Regions from separate parts of the Mus musculus genome. Here regions 1 and 3 are each linked to region 2. Evidence: chromatin contacts called from public HiCAR-type and promoter capture Hi-C data. All regions are on one chromosome and are shown on one strand. The core of a region is the stretch at or near the end of the contact, and the rest is flanking DNA. Distances in the headings are between cores, read along the strand shown.

Region 1 (4,364 bases), core at 35-2,534, 1.2 Mb before region 2:
CAGCACGCTCTGTTCTCCACGATTACAAAGGTTTCTTTCTCACTCCTGTTTCAGTTGTGAAGCTCCAACCGGGGACCTGGTGCTAAAGAGAGCCTGGATGTTAAGACACAAGCCTTGGCTAGGCATGGTGACACACAACCTGTAATCTCAGCACTTGCCAGTCTGGGGCAGGTGCATCTGAGTTTGAAGCCAACCTGGTACATATATAGTGAGTTCCTGGGCAGACAAGGCTATGTAGAGAAGAGAGATCCTGTTTTAAACTAAACCAAACCAAAGCCCTGGGATAGTGAGAAAGGAGCAACTACCCAGCTGCGAGGGGCTCTTTCACCCACGTTCTGATGGTAAGAACAATTTGTATGGTCAAGTATGAACTAAGGATAGGAAAATCCCTGGGCATATTAAAGACAGCCATATAGCAGGCTGAGCACTTAAATATGTACTCTATCAAATGCTCATTACTCTCTCCCCCAAGGATTAAACAAGTCTTTCTTCTCAGATATTTAGAGGCTCACCAGTGGTTTCTGTTTGTGCTCTCTTTAATGTCTACACTGCTATAGATGTTGATTTTCCTAAGCGGATGTGTGCCCTTTCTAAGCAAGTCGGCAATAATTACAACTCTGGGAGCTAGGAGGGGCAAAAGGAACACGGTAAGTAAATGTAATGTTGCAAATGCTCTTGTTGGCAGTGTGCTGGAGAGCTTGGGGGAAGTTTTAAAGTCATATACATATGTATGCAATCCTCCCCTGTGTGTGTATACATTTTCAGTGGAAAGATGGAGAATAGGGAGACAGAATGGTTAGCTAGATCCCAGGAATCTGGGGAGGTCAACCCATTTACATTTTTGAATGTTTTTCTGACCCAAAGTCTACACTTTCCTGTGCCTAGTTTAGGTCCCCAAAAGAAAGAAATAAAACAGAAAACACACGGAAGAAAGGTATTTCTTCTTCTAGTAACTACATATCAACGTGGTGTGGTCTTTTCACTTGTGCGTATTCACTGATGAAATCGGATTAGCTCTCTCTAGCGCAAAAACGTGAGCTTTAATAAGAAAAGGAAAAGGGGAAGCTGAGAAGCCGAGATAGCACAAAGCCATGGAGCAAGTAAGGAGAAAACTTACTAAGAGAAAAAACGGAGGAAGAAAAGACCCAAACAGGAAACTCAGTAACTTGAGGAAAGGGCTCTTACTGGTCCCCAGTTTACTGCAGGCCACTTGTCCCCAGTCTCCCGCAGCTGGTGCTGGAATGTGGAGGTCAGGCGCGCCCCCTGCCGGCCGGGAGAGGCGAGGGCGGTCGCGGCTCGGCAGGGTCCGGCACGCGGAGACCCTTGGGTGGCCAGGTCCGGGGATGGAGTTTGCAGCCGAGGCTGCCGGCCAGGATTTAGAAAGGCGTCCATTTCGGCCAGCAGAGTGGCGGCGTGGAGCGACGCGAGCGCCCGAGCGCATGTGGTCGGGCTCAAAACCCGGCCTGGGCGTCGCACGCCCACTCCCCAGCCGCGCCGTGGTTAGGGATGCTCGGTAGTGTTCTCTCCCACTTCACTGCCACCAAACGCGGTGACTACGTTTAGTTCTCTACTTCGCTACGCATCCTTGGGCGCCAACGTCGCCGACTAACTGTCCACTTTAAGGTCGGCCTTTCTCCCATGCAAGGCACCCCACGCCCCTGTGCACTCGCCCTCCCTGGCGCCCCAAAACCGTAGGGCCTCACAGGAACTACACAGCACGGGCCAGGGGAAAGCGGCGGTACCGGGGAAGGGGACCGGAAACCCGCGTCTCTCTTCCCGGAACCAGCTTCCACCGCCTTCTGCCAATCCAGCCTTTTAAGGAGGAGCTCCGCACAGCGACTGGGCAAGGCTGTGCGCTTGCGCGGCTCGGGTACCCTCCCGGAACCGTGAGTATCTACGTGGAGGCACTGCAGGGTGGCCAGCGGGCTGTGTGGGCGCCAAGCCTCCACCCGAGGGTCCGAAAGGAGTCTCTGCAGAGCCCTGCTCCCACCATGCTGGGTTCCCGGGACTCTTTCGTGGGCGCGAGGGAAGCGCATCTGTGGCCCCCGGGTGTCGTGCGGGACGTGCTTTTTGTCCCGCGGGTTGTCCGCCAGTATTGTCCGCTCCAGCCCCCAGGGTGACTCCATCCACTCTGCCGTAGGGAGCCTTCTAGGGTCAAAAGGCAGGGCGAACCCTTAGGATTTAGCAGAAGTACGCATTTGGCTCCTTTGTCCTAGCTGAACATGAGGATGTAGGTTGGCGGACCAAACAAACAAAAATGTGGGAGCTGGGTCCAGACAGATCAGGTGCCCAGGGCCGTCACTGTCACTTCGTGTACCGTTCTTTATGTAATGCCCAAGTAGTAACAGGAGCCTGTAGGGTGCCACAGTAGTTAGAGATTTCTAGGCGTTTCCTCCTCAGAGTTATTAGTTGACACCAATTCAGAGCCAATTTTCACTTCCCTCAAGTCTCGGAGGAAAAGCTGTTGAAGAAATTGGATGCACCTCAGTCTATTTCTTAGTTTGAACTTGTAATAACGTCAACAGCTTTTCCAAGTTACTTAAGTAAGATACAGCACTCAACTTCTGACTCTGGTGACACTCAGGATTCTTTTTGCATGACAGGTCTCAGCAGAGATAGACAGAAGAAATGGCCCTGGTACCCTATGAGGAGAGCGCGGCAATAGGGCTCCAGAAATTCCATAAGCCTCTCGCCACCTTCTCTTTTGCGAACCACACCATCCAGATCCGTCAGGACTGGAGGCAACTGGGAGTTGCTGCAGTGGTGTGGGATGCGGTAAGTCAGCACTGCAGGGCCTTTGAAAACATCCACAGTTGCAAGACTGTATTCTAAAAAGGAAATTGATGGCTTTATTGAGATATGATTCATATATAGTCTCCACCAATGTAAAGTCTGCAAAAACACTGGGTGGTTCAGCACATCCATGGTAGTACACCCATTACATTATTTACAGTTTTTCATGGTCCCTGCATCTCCTTGCCCACCAGGCATTCCCTTTGCCCCCTTACATACATTGCACTTTGCAAAGCTGAGGGAAGTGAAATGACTTAGTTAGCTGCCCAGTGAGGACCGGAAGACTGAAAAGAAAGCGTGGGCCTGACTGCTCTGGGCTCATTAAGTTTGTTTCTGAAAAAACACACAAAGAATGTGTAGAGTCAGAGTCCGAAACTGACGTCATGGTTTCAGTTTTTCATGGTTTGGAAAGATTATTGCTTTTCTGCTTCTTATGAAGAGTCTGTCTTCAGCTGTTAAATAAATGATTGGCTTAAAGACTTGTACTCCTAGGGTATAGCTCCGGTGGGGGCGGGGGAGGGGTAAAACTTATTGAGTTGTAAGCAAATGCTCAGCATGTGAAATTCCAAAACTTTCGGTGAAACCCTACCCGCTGATGCCCAGAACATGCCCATGGTCCCTGTGGGACAGTGACTCAGCGTCACGGCTCAGGCAGCTGTGAGCACTGAGACTCGTCCTTCTAGCATGGCTTAGGAACCAGACAGCCCCTTGAAGAAAATCAAAGATTCACGTCATTTCTTCCAGAGCAGTTTTGTAAACTTCATGGAGCTGTGCTGTGATCCAGGAGGAAATGAAGCTTTTTAGCTAAGCTGCCCGGTAGCTATCTTACTGCAGCAGCAGCAGCAGCAACTAAGTTCCTGTGCTTTGGGAATTGTACTTTTCAGGCAGGGAGGGAGGGAGAGGAGAGGGAGGAGAGAAGAAAGGAACGGGGAGAATAGGAGTATCTTCATTCACTGTTTCTTCCTGCCAGCATTCGGCATCCTGAAGCGACAGCTCTGCAAACGCTTGCTGACCTCAGTCATGTTCACATTGTGTTTTGACTCAGGCTGTCGTCCTTTCCATGTATCTGGAGATGGGTGCTGTGGAGCTCAGGGGCTGCTCTGCTGTGGAGCTGGGTGCTGGCACAGGGCTGGTGGGCATAGTGGCTGCCCTGCTGGGTAAGTGCAATGGTCTGGCTCACCCCTTATGAGCAGGGTACACTTGCTGTCTCCGTAGCAGAAAACACATGGTTGGGATTCCCCTTTCTGAGTTAGCTTCTCTCTCCCGTCCTGTAGACAACCCTTGTATACGGTCTTTTTGGTTTAAATGTCCGTAGACTACTAGACTTAATTTCGTGAGGTAAGTACAACAGACCATCATAATCCTTTCTTGTTGAGGAAACAGCTGGTTTTTTCCTCCTAGGGAGGGTGGGTCCCTCAAGTGTCCCCCACTGACATTTTAAGAAATTATATTAACAGTATAATTCTTAGTTGATAACCTCTATCTGAGACAGGCATTGACTTTTTTTTCTTGCTGGAGACAATAGTCTCCTGAGGTCCTCCTGAGTAGCTGGGATTACAGACATGCTGCAC
Region 2 (4,277 bases), core at 803-3,302:
GTGTTTCTGTTGGTGTCTGGCCTTTGTGTCAAGAACATGATAGGGGCTTTCTGAGTCCTGGTTGATGTAATACACCAGTCTTGAAGGCAGTGTGATTTCTTTTTGCACTGCACTGCTGTAGCTGGTATTTCTGCTGCTGCTATTTTGTTGCAATGTGTTGTCTTCATCTGCCAGGACTCCCAGGGTTTTTTCTGCAGTTTCATTCCAGTGCGGAGCTGGGGGGGTTGGGGGGGAGGGAAGCACAAATATACACAAATACACACAGATACATCCAGTAAATATATAAACTCTAAAATACATCTTTCCATTAATTACATTAACAAAGTTTTCTATTGCTAAAAAGTTAGAAAGTGGAGACACCAAAAGACAAGTTACTGTAACAGTGGTTTGGCCTGGATAGGTTACACAACCATGTCCTGTACTCAGGTATATCTTTTCTATCCACTCTTAGAGCCGAACATCTGAACTGTAAGGGGTCAGAAAGCAGAATGCGCTTAGGGAAAAGTCAGCAACTAACATGCTCAAGGGTCCTGACCCTTGTCCCATCCCTCCTCAGAGGATGCAGCAGCTCAACTGTACCCATCTTAACATCACCTCATCTGAGAGCCAAGAACACTCCAGACAAAACTTGGGTCCTGAATTCATGGACACTGAATGTAAAGTGATACTTTCAAATATATTTGTGTGTGTGTGTGTGTGTGTGTGTGTGTGTGTGTGTGTTTATGTGTATTATGTGTGTGTGAATGTAGAAATATATATATGTGTGTGTGTGTATATATATATGTATATACACACACACATATATACATACATATATGAATGATTTCTATTTCTTTCTAACTTTGAGATGAGAAAAAAAACTGTTTTGCCATAAAGGGCTATAGTTGCTGGCAACTTTCCAAATTCTTTCTTTTTTACTGCCAAGGCCAGCTTTCTGCTTTCAGTGACTTCCAATCACCAGTGTGCTCAACATTGTATTATTCTGATTGCTCATTATGACAAGCATTTTGGGAAAACACAGCCAAAGGTCATGCGCAAAGAGTGTCTTGGAGACTTTCATTCTCTGGTCCCCAAATTATGCCTCTCTCACCTTAATTCCAACAGTAGGGACTAAACCTGGTGGGGAATTTGAGGGATCAAGCATTTGTCACTATTATTGCATGCCCCCCACCCCTCCGCATTCATATGAAGGTTCCCCAAGGCAAAAAGCAACTTGCTAGCTCACTGCATCTTCCTGTCACTGGAAGTTACATAGAGAGCGCTAAAGGACTCAGGAGCCACCAAATACCTCTGGGTGGAACCCACAGTCACTGGAATGGGTCTTTAGTGAATGCAACAGAAACGGACTTCCAAAAGTGAACCAGCATGAACCTGGGCTTGGGACGGACAAGGGTGGAGAGGTGGACAGGGAGGCGCTCGAAGGCCAGGCTGGGGACCCACTCGTCCGGGTTACACGCACCTGCGTGCCCTTCTCTCTCCTCCCCAGGGCCCCGCGGGGAAGGCAACGCAAAGGGCACCGGCCATACCCACCGCTGGGCGCAGCGGCCCCCCGGGCACGGGGCCGGGATGAGGTGGCGAGCGCAGGTAGCAGGAGAAGGACGAGGAGCAGGCGGCAGGGCGGCGCGCGGGCCGGCACCGGGCCGGCGGGGCAGCGGCCGGGGCCGCAGGAGGCGCCGGGAAGGCTGCAACCCGTCAGGGTCGGCCGCCGGGAGATGCTGCCGGGCGGCTTCATGGCTCATCGCTCCCGGGCGCCGGTCCGAGTGACCCGCGAGAGAGCCGGGCTGGGCTGCGGGGCGGCTGCGGGCGGAGCCGGTCACGCCGGCTGGGCGCGCATGCTGCGGCCGCGGGCAGGGGTCAGGGGCTGGGGTCTCGGGGACGGCGGCGCGCCGTCCTCTGCTCTTTCCGCCTTTCCGGGAGCGGCCCGCAGAGAGGGGTCCCCGCCGCTCCACCAACTTGGAGCCTCCTCCAGTGGCTGCACCCTCCCAGTGGCGGGCGCGGCCGCACCAGTGACTGCGGGGGTTGCTGCCGGGCCTAAGGATGCTGAGGAGGCGCGCGCAGGAGCGAGCGGCACGGGCACGCGCGGCGCGGGCGCGAGACTCGGGGACGCGCAGCGCGGTACTGCACCCCACCCTCCGGGAGCGCGCCCGAACGGGGTTTCGGGTGCGGATGCTGATGCTCTTGCAGATGCTGATGCTGTAGCCTGCATGGGCCGCGCTGCGCATGCTCGACTGTGGGAGCCCTGGGGGGGGGGGGGGGCAGAGTGATGCAGCATCCCAGGCAGCATCAAAATAGTTGGTGGCACCTCCAAAGACCAGAGGTAGGGGAGAAAGAAGTTTGCAGTCAGGGATGACCCCAAGAGGAAAGTGCAAGGGTTTCCAGGCCTGGGGCAAGCCTGATCTGGCAACAACTTGCCAAGAAAAGCGACCCATCCTCAACACCCACTCCTATACCAACTCTCCAGCGCAAGGAAAACTGAGACTATGCATTTTCCTTCTCAAACCTTTATTTATTTCCTTCCTTCAAATAAAGGGCTGCAGCCAGGGAGGTAAAAATAGCTGTGCTCCTCATAGCAGCGAGTGGGATGACAGTGGGAAGCACTGTGGTGCATCCGCAGGCTGGCGTCTGTGGGCACTGAGCCACTGGGATCCCCTTGCAGGGTCGTGGGTCCTCCCTCCTCGTGCCCATAGGGCTTTGAAGAGAGCTAAATTCAGAAAGTGTGACGGGCCATATTCTGGAATAGAAGAAATACAGAGATTAGAAAGCAACCGTGCAGCTATCTTAGGAAATCTATCGTTTGTCAACCAGCCTTGGGGGTGCGCAGGCATTTCTGAGAACACACTTCTATTTTTGAGATCCAGTCGTATCTTGTGCAGAGAAAGGGGGTATTTTCGCTCAGTGCTGTCAGTTCCCTGGTTTGGGTGGGTTAGCAGCCGCTACTAATTCTGGTGGTTCCTAATTAAAATTTGAGGCCCATTTCTATCACTGGACTCTGGTAACACCAACAGTAACTTATCCACTCTCCCAAGACTGGTCTGAGTAATAACAATGGTGTCTAACTCCATTATTGATATTTAAAATAGAGCTAAGGATATCTACTTGGAAAGGGCTGGGAAGGTTCTAGAAGTGTGTGATTAAAATAACAGTCAAGGCTGTTAGCCACCTTCTGTACCCGAGCTTCACGGAACGAACTTCTGGAGACAGACAAAGATGACAGGCCTGCATGCAGATCTCACACTGCAGAGCGGTTGAGGTGTCAGATATTAATTTTAATCTCTTCTTTCCACATTTGAGCATGAGTATTTATTGGACACATGGATTTAATTAATTAACCAATGTTCGTTCGCATGCACACACACACACACACACTCTCTATGCGAGCAGCAACAGTTTTCATTCACATTGTAACGCTAGGTCCTAACATGCTATCTAAGGACCAGGGAAATCTCTTGGATAATACATGGCCAATGAGTAAGCCAGGAGATTGTCTATAATATACATCCTGAAAAGGGGGTACGGAGACCTCGTAGTGCATGAGGTTAGTGACTTTCCTACTTGCTATCCTTGGCTCTCCATATGCAAATCATTTTTCCCTATCAAAACATGGCAAAAACAGGTGCTGGGGGTGTAGTGTTTACCTATCATGTAAAGGCCCTGAGCACTCCATTCCAGCATCACACAAAAAACTATCTCTCTCTGTGTGTTTGTCTCTCTGTCTGTCTCTGTCCGTCTGTCTGTCTCTCTCTCTCTTTCTTCCCCACCCTCTGTGTGTGTGTGTGTGTGTGTGTGTGTGTGTGTGTGTGTACATGCACTTGCACTCAAGCACACATGAATGTCTGCTATGGCACATGAGGATGTCAAAAGACAACTATATGGAGCGACCCATGGCGCTGGCCACATATGTGGCAGAGGATGGTCTTGTTGGACATCAGTGGGAGGAGAGGCCCTCGAGCCTGAGGATGCTTGATGCCCCAGTGTAGGGGAATGAGAAGGTGGATGTAGGGGAGGTGGGAGGATGGCATTGGGTGGGTGAGGGAGCACCCTCATAGAGGCAGGGGGAGGGAGATAGGGGGTTTCTGAAGGGAAGACCTGGAAAGGGAAAAACATTTGAAATGTAAATAAAGAAAATATCCAAGAAAAGAAAAAGAAAAAGAAAAAAAAAAAAGAAAGTGTTGACTAGACAGAGAGTCAATACATATATTGAACCTAACAATGTGTTCATCATGTAATCAAAAGGACAAATGAGTTAAATCCTTAGGACCTGTATTTAAAAAGCCAGG
Region 3 (4,312 bases), core at 156-2,655, 1.7 Mb before region 2:
TCAGCTCGTGCACTTGACATATCAGCCCTTGAAAACGGGATTCCAGATGGAGACATGCACATAAGTGCCATATGTCCTATCTCAGTGTCTCAGATAGTCAATCCATGCTTAGCACATATTTAGAACTTGGTTGAAGATGCTTATATTTAAATTCACCATGGCTCTGTATTCCTATGCATTCTTCTTACTTTTGCCATCACCTATAGTCAATACTTCTTATTGTGTTTTATTCTTCGTTTCTTGAATTTATTCTAAAATGCTTTCTGGAACAAGAATGGCTATGAATACTTACTTTTAGTAATATAAACAATATGTGCCTGATGGTAGTAAGTAACGTTTTTTAAAGTGATTTAAAGTGAGATTAGAGGTGAAAGTATAAACTCACACACTCTCTAATCATTTTATAGGAATAAACGGAGGTCACAGCTAATACCCAGTTAATCAACATTAACAGCTGACACCACGTATGAGTCCTTTTCCACATAGCGCCCTCTAGCGTCCAAAATGAATCTTACTAACTGCCGTGAATTCATAACTTTTCAACACAATGCTGGTTGTTTTAAAAGTCCATGAAGCGTTGAATCTTGACCAATCAAGGATGACCTATTGTCCTACAAGTCATAATGTTCTCCTTTTCAAGACTAAGGAATACAGACAGAAAAATCTCTGGAAAGATTGGAATACGTTTAACCCATTCTTAGAATTCTAAGATTTATATCGTGTATCTCTAGTGCAGCTTCATCGCAACCCAGAAAATAAACCTCACTGTCTTCCATGACAAATGGTGAGTGAAGCTTATTTATAAACAGCAACAGTTGGGAATACGGATCATTGGTAGTGGAGGGAATTATTGGGGTGGAATGGTGAAGCTCTGTAAAAGCCTCAGCATGAGAATATGAATGGTTTTACTCATATATGTATTTGTGTGTAGGGTATTGTTTGTTCTTGATTTTGAAATGGAAAATGCGCTCTGTTTTAGCTTTTGCATTAAGGTAGAATCTGTAGTCCTCACACGCCTTTAAGAAACCTCAAATGCACATTCTTCAAAGGGCACAGTCCAGCTCTAAGAGGCATCCGGAGACTCCAGGAAGGGATCCAGTCTAGGGAGGGCTCCCTCTTTTGTACCTTTTGCAGAGAACCTGGATACTCAACGCTGGGATTCCTAGATTGTTGCGGAGCCCAGAACACTCGGTCTCGGCGCTTCCGATAGCCTGTCAGTAGGTGGCGTCCTCGCTCCTCAACTGCAGGGTGTTCCCGAGGAATCTCCGCGGCGTGGCAGTCCCATCCCCCACCGGGAACAGCGGACCGCTGCATCCCAGACTTAATCTCAATCTATGCCTCGGCCCACCCCACAAAGTCGGAGGCGGCGAATGGCGTCGTGGAGGGGGCGGGGCTTCGGGAGGTGGGCTGAGGGGGTGGGGCCTGGGAGGAGACAAAGCCGGGAAGAGTTAAACAGCCTTGACCCTGCCGCTGGGCTTCCGAGCGAAGGTTGTGGCAGATGCTGATCTAACTGGGGCCGGCTTATTACAGCTTGTGTGTACGCGCGGGTGTGAGCCGGTGAGTAGCTGGGGCGCCTCCGGCTGCAAGCGGGCGCTCCTTCCCCTCCCTACAGGTGCCCCAAGGCTTAGAGCGGCAGCCGCCGCCCCTTACTATTAAACTATTCCGTTGAAAGCTGGAGTGAGAAAAAAGGAAGAAACCCCAGGTCTTGGCTGTGCAGAGATGAACTCAGTGGCAAGGCCCTGGTGCACTCAGGGACGCTTCCAGAGTTTGGGCGTAGAGAAGGGAAATGGGAGTAGCAGAGTGCTGCTTGCCTATCTGTATAGAAGGGCGCTTCCGAGGTTGGGATCGCTTTGGGAGGCGAGGACGTTGCAAGCAGTGACAAGTGGCAAGGCACCCGCGGAGGAGAATTTAGCTTTGAGGTGGACGCACAGAACTCTTGAGTGTTGGGTGTAAAAGGACTAGGCAGGAAAGCTGGTTGCAGAAAGGGTGTAAGCCAGGAATTTAGGCGTGTACTCCCTTCAAGGTTCAGGGGTGGGACCTGCCTTGTGGTCGGAGAAGAGCTAATGAGAGTGCAAGAGAGGGAGGGGATGAAGGTAGGCGGAGCCTCCAGCTTCAGTCTGTAGTGTTTGCTTAGCCACTTGGGGGCGCCCTGGGGTCTCGATTCCAGATGCAGCCATCTCAGTGGACCTCGTATTTAAAAGGTCCTGGCAGTGCTGAGAGGAGGGGCTGGTGTGGGGATCTGGAAGGAGGAACCGAGTCAGCTTCATTAGCAGAGCTTGCACAACGCCCACATGGATATCTCCTGTCTCAGTGTCACCCGAGGTCGAGCAAACCCGAGACCTGCAAAAAGCCAAAGAGCCGGGCGCTCACTCTAGGACTCACCGTCCTGTGGTGTGAGCGTGTGTGCGCACCAATATTTGTACTCCTGTGACCTTTATTTGGAAGGCTCCTGCCCTTTGCCCCTCTGGATACACTCAAGCACTGTACTTTAAACCAGATAAACTGGGCTGTAAGGCTGATATTAAATACAAATCCTCCTGGCAGGGGTATTTGTATGTTAAGACTTTCTGTTCCGGATCTTGCTTTGTTTTAGGAGATAAATTGAAAGGACACTTGTTTAAGTCATCAAAATTGAGAGGCCTTGTTATAATTGCAAGTCCGTTCACCATCAAGATAAGAATTAGCAATTTTGCCCTCTAATCTGATATCTTTAATGTGACCACATTGTATAGTTAGTTGGGCGTTAGTGCAAGTGTAGGCACTGGGAAAAGAGAGAAGCAGGAATTTTTCGACAATATACTGCAACTACTTCCTTAGAGTCCCCACATGTTTTGCAACTTGAACTTGGCTGGAAAACAAAAAGATCGGCTCAAGATAGAAACTTGAGATTTATGGAAGTAAAATTAAGTATGGCAAAGGGTTCCTATTGCTTAACTAGTCTATTATGTTTGTTTTCTGGAATTGCACAGGCTGTCAGATTGGAAACTGGCTGCCTTCAGACTATGTAAATAAGCTGGTAGCTATTAGGCTTGGATCAAACTTTCCTTTAAAAGTTGGGGTTGGGTGGGATCAGAAAATGTGAGACCCAAGAAGTCAGGGAATCTAGGGGTACCTAAAGCCCATACATGCCATGGAAATCAAATCCAGAAGTGTGATAGTAGTTACAATACAGCTTCACTTCTTTAATTAACAAGTGCTAAAAAAAAAAAAAAAAAACTAAATAGATAAAGGGAAGGAAATCTGACGTTTATCATTCATTGGTGAATTCTGAGATATAAAAAGATTACATCAGAGTATATACACACCAAGAAGGAAATAACAAAGCAAATAAAAAAGTTCAGACATTCCCGGCATTGTGATATTTTATTAGCTGTATTTGCCATCGCAGAAAAATAGCCTAGTCATAACTGTTGTGTAATGCCGTGTAGGAACATGACCGTGAGAGTGCAGTATCAAAACTGAGATAAGTTAGCTGTCTCTCTAAAGTATGGCCATGGTGAAAATGGAATTAATTATGAACTCTGTGATCTACTGCAAGTTAATCTTTAAGTTGTATCTCATGGGTGGTATTGGTTCACCCACACCAGCTTGTTGATTTCTTTTAACTGGCTTCCAGAAACTTCCCTGGTGATGGACTCAGGGTACAAATTCAATACTAGAAATAGGATGCTAGAAATGCAAATCTCAGACATAAAAATGGGATTTGAGAGTTGGGAAATATTCCTGACTTCTTGTGAGGTGCTGAGACCTACTGTCTAATAATCATTTCCCTTTAAAAAAAAATTAAGGATCAAATTAGTTTCAAGACAGCTTTAGGTTGTTATCTAATTGCTTTAAAGTCTTTCTGTTCCTCAGCTATAACATTGATCTATATGCCACTGCATTTCTGGAAAGAAAGTTCCCAATATAGTGTCACTTGTGTGACAGAACAGGGCACTTGTTGCCTAGGGAAATGCAACACACGTAGCCCATACAGGGATCCTATGACAGGACAAAGTAGAGACACCACCAAAATCCAACTTGGTGAACCAATAAGTACTGTTGGGATTACTTTACCCGAATATGGGTAAGGAGCAAAAATGGCTCTGCATCACCTCACCCCAGCATGGGTGAGAACTCACAAAAGCTGGGAACCCGGTGCAGACTACACAGCCTGCTGGCAGCTCAAGGGTTGGAGACTGTCCTTTCCAGGTGGCCGGCCTGGGTCGGGTCTTCTCCAGTCTAAGAGTCTCAACTTTTATTGTTTACTCTGTCAGGGTGGGGCCTATCAACTCTGTTCAGTTTCAGAGACATCCTGAAACTATATTTTTAG

Evidence for each region. Promoter capture Hi-C pulls out the DNA fragments that hold promoters and counts their contacts. HiCAR-type assays count read pairs that join an accessible place to other places.
Region 1: a contact with region 2 is called in a HiCAR-type map of astrocytes, with 3 times the contacts expected there. The contact joins the promoter of Mettl21a here to the promoter of Adam23 in region 2. A contact is called at or near these places in 4 of 39 promoter capture datasets (the 3T3-L1 cell line, embryonic stem cells and hippocampal neurons) and 3 of 115 datasets of contacts at active chromatin or transcription factors (astrocytes and embryonic stem cells).
Region 3: a promoter capture Hi-C map of hippocampal neurons shows a contact between it and region 2, with 5 times the contacts expected there. The contact joins the promoter of Idh1 here to the promoter of Adam23 in region 2. A contact is called at or near these places in 3 of 39 promoter capture datasets (the 3T3-L1 cell line, the HPC-7 cell line and hippocampal neurons) and 1 of 115 datasets of contacts at active chromatin or transcription factors (astrocytes).

What each region holds. Positions count from the first base shown.
Region 1 is chr1:64,614,684-64,619,047 of GRCm38.p6, reverse strand. Mettl21a (methyltransferase like 21A) reads left to right here and starts at 1,284. Exons shown (of 3, transcript NM_025964.4): 1 at 1,284-2,775; 2 at 3,839-3,950. The coding sequence starts at 2,629.
Region 2 is chr1:63,443,666-63,447,942 of GRCm38.p6, reverse strand. Adam23 (a disintegrin and metallopeptidase domain 23) reads right to left here and starts at 2,052. Exons shown (of 26, transcript NM_011780.3): 1 at 1,531-2,052; 2 at 1-215. The coding sequence starts at 1,732.
Region 3 is chr1:65,176,235-65,180,546 of GRCm38.p6, reverse strand. It overlaps Idh1 (isocitrate dehydrogenase 1 (NADP+), soluble), which reads left to right and starts at 1,405. Exons shown (of 9, transcript NM_010497.3): 1 at 1,405-1,557.